Regions from separate parts of the Sus scrofa genome. Here region 2 is linked to region 1. Evidence: chromatin contacts called from public Hi-C data. All regions are on one chromosome and are shown on one strand. The core of a region is the stretch at or near the end of the contact, and the rest is flanking DNA. Distances in the headings are between cores, read along the strand shown. Region 1 holds the start of OSBPL3 (oxysterol-binding protein-related protein 3). Region 2 overlaps OSBPL3 (oxysterol-binding protein-related protein 3).

What was found. Hi-C and Micro-C count contacts between places; a contact is called where the count stands out from the background.
Region 2: a contact with region 1 is called in a Hi-C map of alveolar macrophages, with 2.0 times the contacts expected there. The contact joins the enhancer-like site here to the promoter of OSBPL3 in region 1. A contact is called at or near these places in 2 of 5 promoter capture datasets (both in liver), 10 of 47 Hi-C or Micro-C datasets (alveolar macrophages, embryonic fibroblasts, fetal heart ventricle and 4 more) and 1 of 2 datasets of contacts at active chromatin or transcription factors (alveolar macrophages).

The regions. Positions count from the first base shown.
Region 1 is chr18:47,296,564-47,299,773 of Sscrofa11.1, reverse strand. OSBPL3 (oxysterol-binding protein-related protein 3) reads right to left here and starts at 1,471. Exons shown (of 23, transcript XM_021079019.1): 1 at 1,163-1,471.
Region 2 is chr18:47,405,345-47,408,554 of Sscrofa11.1, reverse strand. All of the region lies in intron 2 of OSBPL3 (oxysterol-binding protein-related protein 3), which reads right to left. Among named protein-coding and RNA genes, the nearest start is that of OSBPL3, 110 kb to the right of the region's middle. Within about 2 kb of position 1,609, at least 22 of the 83 cell types and tissues checked have an H3K27ac peak or open chromatin away from gene starts, as enhancers often do. A contact at or near this core is called in alveolar macrophages, where this site is marked.

The DNA.
Region 1 (3,210 bases), core at 222-2,721:
ACTCTAGCGGCGGAAAGCAGACAGTAAAAAGCCCAGGAGCTAATTTGAGAGAAATGAGTAGTATGGGGAACACCAGACAGGGTGGTGAGCCAACAGGTTGGTGGAGCGGATGGTCATTAGGCCTCGGGGCATTTCGGCGCATGCCTGCCGAAGTGGCCTCCTTGGGCCAGAAGGGGGACCTCATCTTGTATGATGCTTGAGGGTATAGCTAGATCAGAAGTTAGACCGACACCTTTATGCATCTGTGAATGATTCTCTTTTGTAGGCTAGGCTGCAGCTTAAAATCTTTCTAAATGCCCTCATCCCAGTACTCAAACTCGGAGGATCAGTGCAACACAGGGCGGGGAGGAGGGGGGGGTGGCTGCAGATACACCTCGACACAGTCCCCAGACAAATCGCAAGCGACAACTTCCCAGCTCCATCAGGTCAGAGTCCTGACTAGGGGGAGGCTGGTAGTTTGTGAGACGGAGAGAGGGAATGCAGGTGTCCAGAAGGTGGCTGGCAAGTTGCATTACCAAAAGAGGGAGGCGCGCGCCCTGGCTTCAGAAATACCCGGACGATCTACAACAATGCCCATCTGGGACTCCAGAAGCTGCAAGAGCTTCCCAGAGTGCTGGGAAGGAGGAACGTGCTCTCAGCCCCCAACCGGGGCACCGGGGAGCGCAGCAGGCCGGGCGCGGGCAGGAGAGCAAGCCCCGAGCCTAAAAGGACAGCGCCGCCCGGGTCCCCCCGGAGAGCCCCATCCCGCGGATGTGGTGAAGCCTACTAGCGCTCGGCCCAATTCAGCTGGTTTCCTGTGCCTCCCGCCCCGGGCGCCGCGCCTCCCGGCTGCCCAGAACAGTCTCTCCGCCCCGCATCCTCCGGCGCCGGGACCTGGCCTCCGTGCCTTCTTGCCACCAATCCTGGTCACACCGCCCCTCCTAAGGACGGCACTCCAGGGTGGGCAGCCTTCGGGGCCCTAATCCCCGGGAGGCCGGCACCGCGGGCGATCTCCCCAACTCGGGACTGCCCCCACTAACCGACTCTTCCCTGGGGCGACAGGAGGCCGACTCCAGTCCTGCCGAGACGCGGCGCCCCCCAAACCACAGTCCTTCCGAGCCCGCACCAGCGCCCGGCCCCCACTACACCCCGACACCATTCGGTCGGGCGTCCAGGTGCTTACCTGCGCGCTCTGCCCCCGGGGACGCCGCCTAGTTCCCCGGTGCCCGACTCCAGGGTTCGCCCACACACGCAGGAGGCAAACCTGGCTTCTCCGGTCCCCCCGCAACGCGCAGCTACAGCAACAGCCTCAGGAGACAGGGGCGCGGACCGCGACTCGCCGCCAGCCGCCCGGCCGCGCCACGCACGGGCAGCCTGGCGCCCGCCACCCCCTGTCCCGCTCGAATCGCAGACGCTGCGATCGCAGCTCGGGTTCCCAGTACTTTGCCCAGAACTTCTCCGCGCGCGCAGCTAGGCAATTAGCGGGAGGTGGGGGAAGGAGGAGCGCGGGCGAGGAGGAGGAGGAGCCTGCCCCCGCCCCGGGGCGGGGCAACACGGGGAGGGTGGGAGGGGTGGCAGAGTGACCCAAACTCTCACCAATCAGGAGTCGTCCCCGGGAAAGGAGGTGGGGAGATGCACGGGAAGAAGCGGACTGATTCCGCGATGCAGTCAGAGGAGTTGGGAACCCGAGTTCCCCACAGGTGCGAGGTCGGGAGGGAGGTGAGAGCTGCTGCTGGGCTGGGGGAAGGGGTTTCCGCCTGCCCAGTGCGCTCCCTTGGTGCTCAATAAATGTTTGTGGAGCGGCGTTTCCGGGCCAGGGAGGGAGGAAGAAGCGAGGACGGCACGGGAGGGGCTGGTTTAAGGACAAGGTTTCTGGGGACACGTTGGTCAAACAGGCAAAGAGGACGCCACCTCCTGAGGAACTCGGACCGAGGCAAAGGGATGGAGAATGGAAAAAACATGGGATGACGGAGAGCAGAATCCGCTTGGGACCCGGGCGGGAGACTGTGACTCCAGCATCCAGAGGCAGTGGTGCAGATGGTGCAGGGTCCCAGGAGAAGCCCCGAGGGGAATGTGGTTGGTTATTCTATGCAGTTCAGTCGCCAGTTAGAAGAGAGAGAAAGCATCACAGTTAGAATTAAAATGCAGGAGTTCCTTGGTAGACGAGAAAGCCCACCTGACTTGACTGCCCGCTCCTTCCTCTGCCCCCTTTGATCCTAGCGGGAACGAAAGCAGTTGATCACCTGGGCTCAGTTTGGGCTCAGTGTGTCGGATGCCGCAGGGGGCGGGATGGAAAGGGAATTAACATTTACTGAGCGCCTACTGTGTGCTCCCGGAACAGCTGTGAGCTCGAAGCTGTGCATAATGGCACCACAGGCTTCTGCTCTCCTGCTTTCGCTTTAGTAGGGAGACAGACCGTGAACAAAGAAGAACACCTGCAAATATAAACAATCGAGAAAGGCCGAAGATCTGTGAGCATTGAGGTAATTGCTAAACAGAGCTTTCAAAAGTGGTGACAGATGTGACAGAGAGCTGTGCAATACCCCGAGGGCCTTTCAGCGGGTGTGGCTTTTACACAGATTTCTGAACCAGGGAAAAGATCTGCCACACCCGTCTCGGAAAGAGCGTTCCAGGCAGGGGGAATGGCAAAAGCAAGGTATGTAGCCTCCCCTGAAGAGCCATCTAACCTCCCTTGCACAATGAGTGTGGCTCGCTAGGCGCGGTGCCTGGCACAGAGTAGGGACTCCAGAAGGTGAAATCCCAGCGCTACCCACCCCCTACGGCACTCGACGCATTTCCAGTCTCCCGACTGATCCCAAATAAGGTTTCTGACGCTCTTGCAGGAGCCACACTATCCACATTTCATTCATTGCTCTCGGTTCTCCGCATTCTGGAACCATCCCCGTCGCAGGATGTCTGGGACTGTCTGTTTTGGATCTGGCAGGCAGCGAGCGAGGGCGGGAGGATCCCGACAAGCTGCGGAACGAACCCACCGTTGTGCTGCCCGCGCTGGCACTCGGAGAAGATGTAAAATCCAATGGCTTGAAGGTTTTTAAATCTTCCGCCGGCACCTGACCAACGCCGGGGCGGGGTGGGGGGGGCGATGAACATGACCGGCAGGCGCCTGGACGATGCATTGTTTTCCCAGCCCTCTTCCACTTTGCTGCAGTTCCTCTCTGAGAGAAGCTCAATCTTTCCTCCGTCCTCCTGCTTTCAAGCTCTTTTATTTTT
Region 2 (3,210 bases), core at 360-2,859, 110 kb before region 1:
GCACCATACTTATATTGTTGCACTTACTCTTTGCACAATCTTGTGAGGTTAGATTTACTAGTATCTTTTTTTTTTTTTTTTTTTGGAAATGTCTTTATTGCACCTTCGTTTTTTTTTACACTTTTAAAATTAATAGACTTTTTCTAGCAATTTTATGTTTACAGAAAAGCTGAAATTATAAGAAGTTCCGTATACTTCCTCTCTTTCCAGTTTTCTGTTATTAATATCCTGCATTGGTGTGGGACAATTCGTTCAAATTAATGAACCAGTATTGATCGATGATTATTAAGCGAAGTCCACAGTTTACACTAGAGGTCACTCTTGGGTACACTGTTCTCTAAGTCTCACCAAATGCATAGAGTCCTAAATACACCGTTACACTAACACAAAATAGTTTCACTTCCCTCAAAATGCTTCTCCTTGACCTTGGTCCTCTCTCTCTTAACCTTCCTTGGAAACCAGTATCTTTACTTCTTCAATGTGGAAACCGAGGAAGAGAGAATTAGGTACCTTCCTAAAGCTAGAAAGTCACCTGACTGTGAAATCCTTTTTTTTTCCTTTGTGGTCATTTTTGGCTGTCCCTCGGCACATGGAGCTCCTCGACCAGGGATCAGATCGGAGCCACCGTCTCGACTGAAGCCGCAGGTGCGGCAACTCCAGATCCCTAACCCACTGTGCCCCGCGGGGAATCAAACCTGTATCCCAGCAGCTGTGCCACAGTGGGAGCTCCTGAAATCTGTCTTTTCAATTATCCTGCTATACATCACAGGACACTGTATACCCTACTGTAACTACAATATGCACATTCTGATGATGAACAAGGAGTAAAAGCCGCCGGGCAGGGGGACAGGGGTGGCTAAATCCAAGATCTGAGGCGACCTGGAGGAGTTAAGAAGCCCTGCGCTATGGATAGACACGCAAGGCCGGGATCCTGAGCAGACAGACCTCCTGTCCTGCCTCCATAGTCTCGGCTCCTGAGAAGTTCTCACTCAGCCCCACACCTCCTCCTGGGGCAGAACCTCTCTCCCTCCTCAGCACGCACACAGACCTCAGTGGCATGGTCTGTGTCCCCAGCTTGAATGCGGGTACCCTGAGGACAGGAGCCGGGGCTTCTTTCTTCTCATCTCACCACCTGTGACACAGGGATCCATATTTGCTGAACAAAGGAGTCTGTGGAGCAAGGGGGTATAAAAAGGGCCCCACAGAACCCTGGGGGTCAGGGACTTTATTACTTTTTAGGGCATATGTGCGGAATATGGAAGGTTCCAGGATAGGGGTCGAATCCGAGCTACAGCTGCCGGTCTACGCCACAGCCACAGCAACGTGGGATCTGAGCCGTATCTGCAAACTACACCACAGCTCACGGCCACACCAGATCCTTAACCCACTGAGCGAGGCCAGGGATCCAACCCACATCCTCATAGATCCTAGCCGGGTTCATCACCGCCGGGCCATGCCGGGAACTCCAGGGACTTTAATACCCTGTGCCGGATTGGAGTGAACTGGTACTCGGGTTACTCTTGGCAAAAGCACCGGGTGTCAGGGAGTGGCTTCTGCTGGGTCTCACACACCCTGTGACCCAGGAGGAGCACGTGCACCTTGAGCTGTGAGCCCTGAGATACACAGGACAGGGAGGACTTGGGCCCCAGGGGAGATCAGGGCCCTGCAGACTTAGCCCAGCATAGCTGGGCTGATGTCCTGCCCTGGGGGTGTCGGGCTTAAGGCTCCCCGTGAATATCAGATGGAAAGAAAAACATGACAGGGTCTAGGGGAAACAGCTTCTTAAGCTCTTTTGGGTGTAACTGAAGATAGACTGGTCCTGTCATCTGGCATTAAATTCAGTCTGTTTTACTGAACGTCTAAAAGGGCTAAATATAGAAAGCTGCTTTGTGGTCGGAGAGGCAGCTAAGCATTTATTCATGCTCATGAGCTGGCCAAGTTCATTTCCATACTGCTGAGTGCACGAATTGAAAGCATCTCTCCCTCCAGCACAGCTGTTTGCACAGCGTCCATCTCTTCTGCACCTTTCAAAGGCTGGATTCTCAGTCGCAGCCCTTGCAGAGATGTCAGAAATAGAAAGCGCTTGAAACCTTCATTCCTCCTGCAGCGGAAGAGGGTTGTGGGAGGAAGTTCTGTGGTCGCCTCTATCTGGCGTGACCGGAGAGTTGGTGGTATTGATTATTTATTTAGTCTGTTTACCAGGTTTTTAAAAATCACCAGGCAATACCCAGCATTAAATCATGTGGAACATAATTTGTCTTTAATGATTTTAAAGGCAACTGTAACCTTCTAAAGCCCCAGGATCATCAATATTACCTTTTTTTGGGGGGGGGTCATTTTTGGCTGCCCCTCAGCTTAGGGAGCTCTGGGGCCAAGGATCAGATCGGAGCCACAGTTGCAACTTAAGCCACAGCTGTGGCAACACAGGATCCCTAACCCACTGCGCTGGGCGGGGCGGGGGCGGGGATGGAACCTGCATCTCAGAGGCTCCCAAGAGGCCACCGATCCTGCTGCACAGCAGGAGCTCCAATGGTATCTTTTATGACCCTTCTATGAACACATGGAAATACTTGTGACTAGGTCTCCAGTTAACATGATGACAGCTTTGCCTGGTGTCAGACCAATTTGGGACTTAGCCCCCCAAGTCTTATCCTGACACTTGGGGAGTTGCTGCTCCTTGTCAATTGTCTCTTCCTCACCTAAGGTTTTTTGGAGACCAACAGGCCTGACGGCAAGAGAAATCAAAAGAACAAGGTGGAGGGGCATGTGATCTAACGCACTGCTTCTCACTTGTAACGTGTGCACCAACCACTGAAGATCGCATCAAAACGCGGAGGTCAGGTTCGTAGGTTTGGGGTGAGACCTGAGCTTCTGCACCTGCACAGGGGAAGCCACTTCTGCTGCGGGACTACGAGCCCACTCCGTGGACACCCTCTGGGAGACCAGGCTGGCTTAAAGAACTGGGGTTTCATTCGACAGATTCGGAGGGTAAAACTGGGACCAATGGGTGAGGTGAGAACTATAAGGCCCTGGATTCCAGCTTGGCATAAAGAGGGATTATATGATGACCTAGTAATTAGTGCTATGAACATACAGGAACGAGAGGGGTGATCAATGAAAAATCAAGCTCCCCAGTCACTGGAGAGCTCCATCAGAGGCTGGCAGAGGCGCTGCAGAGGGCCTCCTGGACTAGGAAGGAGGTCAAAATAA